Regions from separate parts of the Rattus norvegicus genome. Here region 2 is linked to region 1. A link is a contact called in public Hi-C data. All regions are on one chromosome and are shown on one strand. Each heading gives the region's core, a stretch centred on a gene start, on an enhancer-like site or on the middle of the called end of the contact. The rest is flanking DNA. Distances are from core to core; before and after follow the strand shown.

Region 1 (6,205 bases), core at 133-2,632:
CAGACACCCCCCCCCCCATAGAAAGCTATTTCCGTGTTGAGAAATAGATTCACTCTTTCTTAAATCTACCAATTTCTTCTCCTCTGAGCTCCCTGGAGCCTAAGAAGTAACTCTCTCTTGTGTCCTGAGAGAGTGAGAAAACAAACATAGAGCGAGGGGTTGGGGATTTAGCTCAGTGGTAGAGCGCTTGCCTAGGAAGCGCAAGGCCCTGGGTTCGGTCCGCAGCTCCGGGGGGGGGGGGGGGGGGGAGGGAACCAAAAAAGAAAAAAAAAAACATAGAGCGAGGAGGAGGAGGCTCTGGGCCTCCTGGGTGGTGGTACGGATGCCTCAGAAGCACAGCAAGACCAACAAACAAACAAACAAACAAACAAAACGACCCGCTCAGGAGGCGGGGGGAGCACATTCGTGCGTAATTAAATTGCTGCTCTGTGCTCTGCTCGTTTCTGCCAACCCATAACTCTAGTCACTTTATGGAGGCAAATTGTCCCTGCAGTTCTTCCCCATGTAACCCAACGCAGTGCCTGGAGCAAAGTTGGTGCTCGGTAAATTTTTATTAAAGTGGGGAAGAAGGGTACCAGGGAGAAACTGTGTGGACAGAGACCTAAGCTTCTGAGACGGGGGCGAAGAAAATATGGGCAAAAATACGAAGTCGGGATAAAGAGAATTTTTACTTATCTTGAAAACAGATTCCCCGGCTTTAGTGTCATTGAAAACGCTGGAGCCAATTCCTGTTAACAGGATCCGTTTGGTGGGTGTCAGAGGGTCCGTGCCTTTGCTCTTACCGCCTGGGAAGAGCAGGTGGCTGTGACCCTGGTGAGCACAGGGTACGATGGCTGGTACACAGACCAGCAATGTTCCCACTAGGTCAGACACACTGAGAGCCAGTTCACTATGCCCTTGACCTGTGTTCGTGGATTCTTCAGCAGGGAGAAGGCGCTTATCATGGTGTCCAGAGAGCCCAAACTCATTGGAGGGTTTTCAGGTAGCGAGTGGGAATCACGAAGAGCAGGATTGGCACTCTAGAGACCACTATTCTGGGCCTATAGAAAAGTCAGAGGGGCTAGCATGAACGTAAGCATGAATATAAGATACCCGACCATCTTTGTAAATCTTTTTCACACTCAACCACCTTGAAATTTGTAAGGGAAGCAGAGAAAACACAGACATCCCCATTCTATCAGTGACGGAATCAAAGTTAATAAGGAGGAATAATTCCTAGGGTCACGAGACCAATTAAATGTCCCTTCAGAGTTGTTGACCTCTCGTTAGAAGTTTACAGTTGCAGTGCTGGAAATGGCCAGCAGAGGGCACCCTCCACAAAGTGGTTGTTCGCAGTCTTTAGAGAGCAACACTAACTCTGTGAGCATTGGGTAGAGAGGGCAGGCAGGAGCTTTCTCACTGGATAAAACCGCTACCTTGGTGATGTTTCCTCTCAGAGAACGCTTACCTAAACTGAATCCTGAAATACCAGGCAGAAAAAGGTCAGTCTACTAAGCGACCATCTGATAGCCTTCAAAAACAACACGGGCCAAAGAATTAAAGATTAGCCGTTCCATGTTTGTGGAGATTAAAGACATGGAGCTACTAGATCGAATGAATGAATGAATGAATGAATGAATGAATGAATGAATGATTTGAATGGGTCCTTGGGTGGGAAAAAGCCATAGACATAAAAAAGAAATGTTATTAGGGTGGCTGATAGCATCTTAACTTGAACTGTGTTTTAGATAGATCTTGTCAATATTATGCTTCCCAAGGCTGATAACTGCTGTGTTTTGACATGTTTCTCTTGAAAACATTTAGGGGGAAGTGGGCACAATGTCCTTAACCTGTTTTTAAATGGTACCTCCCCACCCCGACATAATAGAAGCAGATGTAGTCAAAGTGTGAATCTAGGGAGAGCAGATGGGAATTCCATGTGCCATACCTGCAACTTCCATAACTTTAAACTTATATCCAAATAAAAGTTACACACACGCACACAAAGTGGGCTGTGTGTTACCTTATTCTTGAAGAGCTGGGGCTCCTGGTCCTACCTGATTTGAGGTCTAAAGTTCCCTCAGTGGGAGTGCAGAGAGGCCTCTTAGTCAAGTGTGGCTTTGGCCCACTGCAGAGCACTGACCTTTGCCCTGGGCTGGCCAGGGCACTTGTGTGCAAAGCTTATCTGATAACAGAACTTCCTGACAAGCGGGCAGCCTTTACTGCACAGGATTCGTGAATGCAATACACAACTGTACTTGGCAGAGGAGCAGGGACCTTGCCTAAAAAATGTAGAATGGAGCTATTGGGGTCTGGGACGGAGGGAGCACTCCCAGGTCTGTGCGGCAGAGAATAGAGGCATACATTAGAGCGGGTAAAGCCTACTGCTTTTCTGGGTTAGTCCTTCCAGATCATACGGCTCCTAGAATCCGAGCTTGGGTGATATTAATAGTAAAATATTAACAGGAAAATGCAGCTGTGAGGAGCAGCTACTAGAGAGGACCCAGGATAGGAAGAGAGAGCCCAAACTATACTGGAGAGGAGGCAGAGCCTCCGGGCGACCTCTCCCACCTTCAGGATTCACACAGGCCTCGGATATGAAAGCTGAATATTTACATCTCTAACAAGCCACCTGATTGGACCACACACAGATGCAATGGCGTAGAACATGACCTTCTTGGGCGTCTGTAGGTCTCTCCAACATGGCTAAAACTGCACATTAAAAGAATTGTAAGAGATCCAAGGGGAATTGGGGCTACTCCTGGGTGCACAGTAGGTCTTCAGACTGCACAGCATCATGGATGAATGAACTCAAACCGCTATCAGGAGGATATGGGATAGAGGAAGGTCCTTGAGAGTGAGAAGCAGAGTGCGTGCATGCATGGGCGAAGCCTGGCTCATCTAAGCTCCTCATCTGCGTTCTCTAGGGAATAACGGGAGGAAAGGCAGTGGGGGTGAGGCAGGGGGTTGCTATTCAAGGTTGGGATTTTAACCTGTAATTGGCAGCTGATACAGAATGAGCCTCTAAAGGAGACGTGACCAGAGGCAGCACCTTCAAAAGACCCAGTAGAGCTAAGAAAGGTGGCCAGGGGGAGGGGAAGTGAGATAGGAGATCCCAGCCTAGGTCCCAGTGAGATAAGGGCTTGAGGAAAGAGACTGGCCGAGTGTCATGGAAAAGAAGAGAGGTTAAGCACCATAGCTAAGCGGGGAACTGAGCTCCACAAAGGGTCACTTGCTTTCTTAAAGACGTCTGTCTTCAGATACCACCAAAGATTTGGAAAGATACTCTGTATACATATGTATGTATATACTTTCCCCCTCCTTTTTTCTTTCCTGATGACAGGGGATCAAACCTAGCGCCTCCCACATGTTAAACAAATGTGAGTCATCTCCTCAGCTATGAGCTGAGACCCCATGTCAAACAAAAGTGATTGGCTCTTCAGGACTCTGAGCTAATCAGTGGATCGGTCAATCCTCTTGTGGGATTCATAATCTAATGACGTTATTGGGAGGTGGAGGCTAGCTGGAGGAAAAGGTCATGGGCTCACACCCTGGAAAGACAATGCCATTTACCTGATCCCATGTGTTTCTCTCTTCCTGCCTCCTGTCCACTTCAAGGTACACACTGTTCCTCAGCAGCACCCTTTAGCCATGAGGGTCTGACTCACCATAGTCCTAGAAACCAAAAGCCTATGGGCTGGACTCGCTGAACCACAAGCCCAATGAATCCATCCCACTCGGAAAGGCTTTCTCTCAGCTGTCTGTCACGGTGGTTGACGCTCATAGCTGCTGACCCAGAGAAGGCTGATGTTGAAGGGAGATGAGGATTTTAGACAGAGTTTGAAGCTATGCAGGTATCCTAAGGTTTACTCACACTGAGGTCTGGTGGATCTGACTTGGAGCGAGTGTGTGGGTCTGGGGAGGGACAGGCATCTTGAGTCAGGCATAGCTACCTTAAGTATTGATCATGTATAATACTTTCCCTGTGTCCTAAGAGAAACATAAGGGGCTGATATTCCAGAATTATTTCGATTATAAAAGTAAGTACTGCTGTTGAAGAAATATACATACACACACATACACACATATACACATATACATATACACATATACATATACACACATACATATACACATATGCATACACACATACATATACATATATGTATACATACACACTATATATACATACACATATGAATACACACATATATACATACACATATGCATACACACATGCATATACACATGTATATACACATACATACACACGTACATATACACACATACATATACATACACACATGCATATATACATAGGCATACACGTATGTATGCACACATATATACATACACACATGCATACACACATATGCATACACATACACATACACATATGTATACACACATGCATACACACATACATATACACTTATATATACATACACATGCATATACACATACATACATATATACACACATGTATGCACACATATATATATACATATACACACATACACATACATATATGCATATGTAGAAGATTATGTTATCCAGGACCTAGAGATAATGCCTAATGGCCACTTCAATTTTTTTTCTTTTCTTTTCTTTTTTCGGAGCTGGGGACCAAACCCAGGGCCTTGTGCTTGCTAGGCAAGCGCTCTACCACTGAGCTAAATCCCCAACCCCAGCCACTTCATTTTTATTCTGCTATTTAATATTTCATATTTTATCCTGCAACCTGCTTACTGTGGAAACAAGCTCCATTAGTGACTCGGTTGTTAGTCTATGCAAATATAGAATTATGTGATTGCGAAGTCCTCATAGTGAGAAGCCAGCATAATGTACTCCACGTTTATTCCTGCTCTGAGGCAAATTTTGAGTGTCTTTGCTTCGAATACAAGTGTCAGTTAATGCTGCATTCCGAAATAAAGCACTATCTACTGATCTAGCCATCCCTTGCTTCCTATTGTCTTCCTACTGTATCGGGAAGTCAGTTTGCTTCTATGCCCCTGGGTAACAGGAGCAAGGCAGGGCAGTGTGGTCTACTGATGGCCTACATACAGAGGTGATTTAGCACCATTTCCTAAAAGCCGGGCTTTGGAAAATTATAAAGTCCCACTCAGGCTCAAGGGGAGGAAAAGTAGTCCCCGTCACTCGATAGAAGGTGTTTCCTAGTTGAGTCTTAAGAGCGCACACGGGAAGGAAGACACCATTACAGCCATCCTTGGGGGCACTGGTTTTCAGCAGGCCTGTCTTGTATTGTGTTCATAGGTTTTCATTATGAATATATCCACACATTAGTTATCGTAGACTCTGTCTCAGTGTATTCACGCTGTAGTCCTATGATGTAGCTATAGTTTTTCTTATATATCCAGAGGTGACTTGTGTTCATGCTTGCTTTAGCCAACACATTCTTTAAAGATTGTGGATTTGGGGGGGTTGGGGATTTAGCTCAGTGGTAGAGCACTTGCCTAGGAAGCGCAAGGCCCTGGGTTCGGTCCCCAGCTCCAAAAAAAAAAAAAAAGATTGTGGATTTGGGTCTTCTGGTCCAATCAGAAGAGTGGATATATTTGATGAGGCGATTGTCATGTCACCTGTAGACTGGAGATGAGTCATGTATGGGGGCCATTCCATCGAAAGCCTCTCTGTTTGCCACAGCCCCCAGCCAACGCATTTTACTACTTCCTTTGCTGTATTTTGAAGCTCAAACGTATTCGACTTTGAGGCTTTCTGATTTAGAAAGAATAGATCCATATCATACCATGGGAATTAATAACAGCGATACTGTGCTTTTGTGTTTTCCAGCTCTCTCTTCCTTTCTGTCTGCTTTTGCTTTGGAAAAGAGCACCACGTTGATGCTTTCTGTTTAAAGGGTTCCAATGTCACTCTGCTCATCTGAAGAACAGGAACAAATGATGTACCAAGGTCCCAGAGTGGCCCAACTACCCCATTCCAACTCTACCCAAGCTGGTCCTGTTAGAAGTTCCTGGGGTGGAGCACAGGTCTCCAGAAGACCTTGGATTTGCTGTCAATGCTGGATCCAGTGCCTTGGGGTTCCCACTGGGAGCAAAGGAAACTCATGCAGGGGGCACGACCAGTGAGCAGTGTTTCCCAGCACCAGTCTCTCCTGGGGATGAGTCTGTGCACAGAAAACTTCCCCTGCAGGATAAGTGTTTTGTGTTCACACCACCGCTCAGAGCCAGTCCTGAGCGTTCCTAGCAGC
Region 2 (6,272 bases), core at 2,219-4,718, 640 kb after region 1:
CAAGACGTGGAGTAGGGCTGGAGAGACAGTTTAGCCAGTAAACGTGTTTGCCTTGCAAGCAACCCAAGTTCAATCTCTAGGCTCCTCATACAAGTGGAAGAGCGTAATCGACTTCGCAAAGTTGTCTTTTACCTCCATACATGTGGTCTGGCCTGTACCCTGGCTACAATAGATAAACAAACAAACAAATGACTATTCTTTTGTAAAGACAGAGTAGTAGTTGTGGTAGTGGTGAGAAAGTTGGGGTTTTTTTCTTCCTAACCCACTCCAGAGGATTGGAGAAGACTCAAGGAACCACGAATCTTTAAGAGCCATCTACTGTTTCCCAGTTTCACAGCTCAAAAGGGAAGGGAAGCTTTCTCAGAAAGACGTGGATCTTTTTTTTTTGACTGTTGTAGGTGGCTGATTTTTCTGTGTGTTGGGTAAGGACTGTTCCCTCTGGCAAGCTCAGTGGATGCTCTTTCTCCCAGGGTTAACGCCCATAGTCATTTGGGTCTGAACCTATGTTACTACCTAAAGAGGACAGGGAATTCTAGGCCAGCCTAACAACATAGCAAATTTGTAAAAATAAAAATAAAAATAAAGTGGCACAAATCAAGCCAATATGCTAGACAAAACATTAAAAAATCTTTCAGTTTGGACACAGAGAAATCTCTTCTTGTTTTTTTTCAATCGAGCTTTTAACCAGTTGGCATAGCATTCCCTCCTCGACATGCTCTCCATTCACTTCCATTATGTGGAGTAGCCAAGAACCAACACAGCTAAGTCTGAAGGGGTGAAGGATCCTTCAACTGAATTTGACATAAACGACCCTGTCTAATTGCAGCAATTACTGTCCCCAGAGGAACAATACTTGCACGTGGACGTCCCTCACCTCGTGCCCAGGAGAGCCCTTCCTTCCTGGATAGATCAAGAAAACCAACACCCACACAGGCATCAAACTCAGTTCAGTACCAGGGGTACTTGGAAACACTTCAAAATTTTTTCACCTTATGTCAGGCTACTTCTATTTTAATAAATTCAAGTTTTATCAGTCCTATGTCAATAATTAGAAAGTGGTCTTACCTTGCCGGTGGATGCATGATCTACCTCTGGAAGAATCAGCAGTTCATTTAATTTTTTTAAAGGATTGTAAACACTAAATATTAATTAAAAGCAGGTCACTTCTAGCCCATGAATGTGAGATAATCTGTCTCCGGTACATTGTTGAAGCCTTCTCTCCCAGCAGAGCTGTAGACATTTTGTTCCACGCCTGCCAGTTAGTGAGGCAGAAAAATATCTTGGCTCACAGCAGGGTCATGCTGCCCACACACCATGTTACTTTCTGTATTTTCTTAGATGTGTTAAGCTTAAGAAATCCCACAACCATAAGGTCCACTTAAGACCAATCAGAATGTAAGTCAGTCAGTTAGAACTGCTCTGTCTAGCTAGGCAGACTAGCTTGACTCAGAGCCAACCTCCCTGCCAGGCTGTGTGTGTGGTCACTGTGGTTTTCCTTTATAAGCTGGCCCTTATAGGTTCAAGGTCCAGTCTTAGTTCCAGAGCCTGGGCTTCGACCCTGATCAATCGGTCTTGGGGTGTGCATTCAATAAACTATTCTTGCTTAACTGAGACAGGAGTCTGAGTTATTTGTGTGGAGATCCCTGAAGCTCAACACACAGTGTGACTAATTCCCAGGTAATGACTCTCATTCTCACAATCTACAAGGCAAAGGATACAGAATTTTCCTTTGGAGATGCACGCTGTCTTTGTCTGTATGTCCTACTAGCGACGTGAAGCCCAGTTAGTGGCACACTGATAGTATTAAGATATTGAATTTGAAGTTCACTTTATGGTTATTTTAGTAACCTTAATTTGTCAGTTTTGCCCAGTTTTCTAAATCCAGAACCAACCTTTGTGTTGTCTATGCAAAAACTATAGCTCTCATCATAAAGGAAAAAAGAGACAGTTTATCCTGGAATCACCCTGAATGGCCACAGAACACAGATATATAGGTTACCTTCAATTCAGATTCCCAGGTGGAAACAGTTTCATAAAGTTTTTAAAAATCATTTTACAGAACAAAAAAAAAGCATAAATCAAGGCAAGTCCAAAATATATTGGTGGGTACATTAGACAGGCAGGTTCGGGAAGGGAGAAAGAAGCTTATCTACAGGCCCAAGACACTATCTGGGCTATTTGGTTGGTAAAAGTTAGTGGGCTAAGTTAATAGACTCCAAGGGGTTTTTAATCTATTATGGGATGTTTTGACACAGAGTTGAGAGTCTTATTAAAAATACTCCCACAAAATACCTATGTAAATTTCACACTTTAACCGATCTGATCCTTCTGAAAATTCACGATTGTAATTGTGACATTGATGAGAGAGGTTAACTCCATGACAGGCTTCAAATTGTCAGTTCAGATTAGGCCTAAAATCTGCAGGCTTCAAGCAGCTAGCCAGAAAGTGCCCTGCCATCAGAAACTGACCTGATACCTGGCCTGAAGCAAGGAAAATGGGTCAACAACAGTTTCAGCCCTCACACCCTGACACAGTAGTTTCAGAAGAGAGCAAGGTAAGGCCAACTATCTCCGGAATCCTCAGCAATTGTTTGCAGCCAACACGCCAAGGTAATGGTTCTGGAATGCCTAGCGATAGAGTAAGGCAAAGCCCATCTAACCTAGAATTCCCCTAACGTGCTGTAAATCAGGACTGCGAGCATATTTGATTGTCTCTCTATCTTGGTAATAGGAGACCCAAGCATGCAATATAAAACACTCTTTGCGCTTACATACTATTTGAGTCCGGGGTATCATGCTTCAGCAAATCATAGACCCTTACAACGCGCAACTCATCAAAACCGTTTCAAAACTTAAGAGCAAACCGCCCAAGTCTGTACAAAATCACCCAAACTTCCCAAACATGCAACTAAAAGGCTTACTACAGGTGTTAGAGATGATCCTAAGGGGACTGCCAACCTTTTTACATTGCCACACAATGTTATCATCTCCAAAGTTAATATCGGAGAATCTCAGGATCCAGTTTTGTTTTGTTTTTTTAAATCCCCACACATGCTCGTGTTTACAAAAGACTACTTTTGTGGGTGGTCAAGACTGGAATCCTTTGAGGCTGTTCCTAAAGTTCTGGCATCAACCCAGAGAAAAGGGGTTGAGACAGTTTTCGTCCCAGAAACCGGTAGAACCAGTTGTGCGCTGTGCAAGGCGATGTGCGCTACGTGAGGCAGCGAACCTGTACCACAGAAGCAACCGACGAACACGCCACCCACCACGCCACCAGGAAGCATGCGGCGGGTACAGAGCGCATGCGTGCGATCGGGAAGGCGGGGAAGGCGCCTGCGCCAAGTTCAGCAGCCGGACCAGCGGAGTCTGCGCGTTCCCGGCGATGCGGAACACAGCGTGCGGGGAGTTCCTAGAAAGGGAGGACGCCTGCGCGCGGTCCAGGGGGCGGAGCGGCGGAGCGGGGCGGGACGGGGCGTGGCGCCTAAGTGATTGGCGGGGCTGTCCGGAATCGATTGCTAAGACGAGGGCGCGCAGCGGCCTTCAGGTTTAGTCTCAGGTGCGCGGAAAGTGAAGCGACGTGAAGATGGAGGTGGGCCAGGCGGCGTCTGGTACCGATGGTGTCCGGGAGCGGAGGGGCTCGTCCGCAGCTAGAAGGAGGAGCCAAGATGAGCCCGTTCAGTCGGGGATGAACGGGATTCCGAAACACTCCTACTGGCTGGATCTCTGGCTCTTCATCCTTTTCGACCTGGCGTTGTTCATCTTCGTGTACCTCTTGCCCTGGTGAGTGTCTTGAGTACAGAGTGGAAGTGCTCAGGAGGCTGGCGACTGCTCCAGTCTTCTCCGGGAGGGAGGGGCCGCAGCTAGAGATGGCGGAGTTGGGAGAAAGAGCGAAAGTGGATTTCCTTGGCACCTCAGGTGCGCTGTCCTGAGTTTCACCACCACAACGGAACTGCTTAAGTTTTAGAAACCTATACTCACAATTAGATCTATCGTAAATAATAAAAATTACTAAAAACTAATAAAGATAAAAAGTAAATATCGTAAATAATAAAAAAATTAGGTTAAGTGTGATTAATCTAAAGTGATTTGAGTGTTGTGCGTGTACTTAAAATGTTATTCCAAAGCAAGCCCTGTAAATTTGTATGCAAATTTATGCAAATACACTCATCTTCCAAAGTATCCCCATTCCTACTTCTGTCAAAGAATGGAGTATCTTGGGTTCGCTTTGGCTCTCATTTTTCGGTTTTGTGGCAAACTAGAAGGCAGAGAATGAGGGGTGGGGGAGTTGGTAATCTGATGATGAAAAGATAAGAATTTTTGATAAAAACTTGTTAAGCCATTTTGGTAAGCCATAGTGTAAATTATGTAGGGATAGGCAAAGGCTAGCAATATCGATGTCCAGTGTCTCATTAAATGTCAAAAATAAGCAGATAAAGGAAACAAATGTTTGGTCTTTACAGATTGGTTTGCTGAGAGTCTAGAACACGGCTGGCTTCTGGAGTGAATCCTGAAAACTACTAGACTTCTTGAATGAAGAGGACTTCCAGGAGCTGAATTCCAGACCTCCAGGCTTTCCTTCAGCCCTTGACCTCCCTAAAGTAGTACTATATGTTTAAAACCATGATTGTAGCTAAATGATATATAATATATATTTTTAATAATGCCTGTAATTTAAGTACTTTAAGGAAATTTATGTAGCATTTACTCATCCATCGGGTATCCGGCCCCTTTCTATTACCCAGGCATCAGTTGGGACACAGCAGTGAACATCAGCAAAAAAAAAAGTTATCTTTGTGAAGCTTACTTTCTCAGATATTGTTTTAAAACTATGCCATTATAAAATAGTTATCATCTAGGGTTGAGTAGGTAGCATTTATGCAGAAAGGCTACAGTCCCAAAGCAGCTACCATAAATATTTTGGAAGCTATTCCTTTTCACCTTAAGATCTGGGTAATTAGAGTTTTTTATACTGCTGGTTTCAGTACATGAGAACTGCCTAAAATATTCAGAGGTGGTGTTCTTCTCCCTTATAATTCACAATATTTGGTAAACTGTTGACAGTTGTCTTAAGATACTGTTGCATTTGCTTGGATAATTTTTTGTGCAAAGTGTAACTGAAGTATGTGTATTAGAATACAGGACTGGGGTGACACTGAGTTTACCACACTCTGGGACCCGATTTGTACTGCTTACTAATATTCTCTAATAAATGTTTAATCACTGAATTTAGCTTCACTGTGTCAGACTCTCTGGTGGTAGTGTGGGGAGGTTACTGGCTTGCCGTTAGGTCACACTGTTTTTTTTTCTCTTGTGTCCCAAGCCAGCCTACCACAGGTGCCAGCTGCTCTGGACATTTCTAGTTTGGAGAACTTAGTATAATGGTGAGTTTTTGGGTCCCTTTGAGCTAAGGGATTCACGACAGATGGCAAAACATTATTCCTGGGTCTGTCTGTTTCAGGAAAAGCTAATCTGTTGGAAAAACAGTAAAGGAAGCCTCCATGATGTGAGACCAGTCATCCCCCTTTTAGAGCCTGGACAAGAAGAGAAGGCAGATCTCTCTGTTGGAACATCTATTTGTGTGGGTACTGTCCTGAGATGAGCAAAGGCTGCGCTGATGTAGCCTGGCCTCAGAACAAGACAGTAGATCAGGACAAGCTGGGTTCAAAGCACAGGTGTTTCCTCCACGCAGGACTGCTCTGACCTTGGAGTTAACTAAGCTGGGACCTTGGGCCCCAGCTGGGACTGTTCTGAGTACCTTGACATTGACCCACTGCCTTAATGCTTCAGTCGTGTACCCCTCCCCTTAAAATAGCCTCCTTGAAAGTGTTTGTCTTTACTGTCATGCCCACTGTAGCTGAACAGCTGTAATTAATAAACAGTCCTCCAGCCCTTTTCATTACTTCCCCCATTGCCCAGGTTACCAGCTTTTCAGTTTTCATCTGTGTGGACGTCAGTGCTTACAGTTCTGAGTTCTTAGGCTCTGGCCAGTCCCTAAGGTTTGGACTAAAACTCAACCTTCCCTAGGCGTCAAGCCTACAGTAGATAGATGAGATTTCTAGGCCTCATGTAAGACAATTTCTTGCTGATAATTTCTCTCTCTATAGTGCTTTCAGGAACTCAAGAATAGTTAATACATAGCTGTAATTGCCACACAGGAACAGCATGAAGGCTCCAAGTCCTATAGATAATTGAGATTTTTTTTTAAGGAAACTATGATGCTCACACTTTAGAAGTTACTAGAAATATAAAAATGGGACTTCAAGGCAAGCTGC

What was found. A called contact is a pair of places that touch in the nucleus more often than the background predicts.
Region 2: a Hi-C map of hepatocytes shows a contact between it and region 1, with 2.5 times the contacts expected there. The contact joins the promoter of C2h4orf3 here to the enhancer-like site in region 1. A contact is called at or near these places in 3 of 12 Hi-C or Micro-C datasets (the Rat2 cell line, Schwann cells and hepatocytes).

The regions. Positions count from the first base shown.
Region 1 is chr2:213,095,914-213,102,118 of GRCr8, forward strand. No RefSeq gene overlaps it. Among named protein-coding and RNA genes, the nearest start is that of Mir760, 22 kb to the left of the region's middle. Within about 2 kb of position 1,383, at least 7 of the 93 cell types and tissues checked have an H3K27ac peak or open chromatin away from gene starts, as enhancers often do. A contact at or near this core is called in hepatocytes, where this site is marked.
Region 2 is chr2:213,737,051-213,743,322 of GRCr8, forward strand. It overlaps C2h4orf3 (similar to human chromosome 4 open reading frame 3), which reads left to right and starts at 3,469. Exons shown (of 2, transcript NM_001271116.1): 1 at 3,469-3,780; 2 at 4,461-5,229. The coding sequence starts at 3,584. The coding sequence ends at 4,461. LOC102550474 (a long non-coding RNA gene) reads right to left here and starts at 3,343. Exons shown (of 5, transcript XR_010064423.1): 1 at 1-3,343.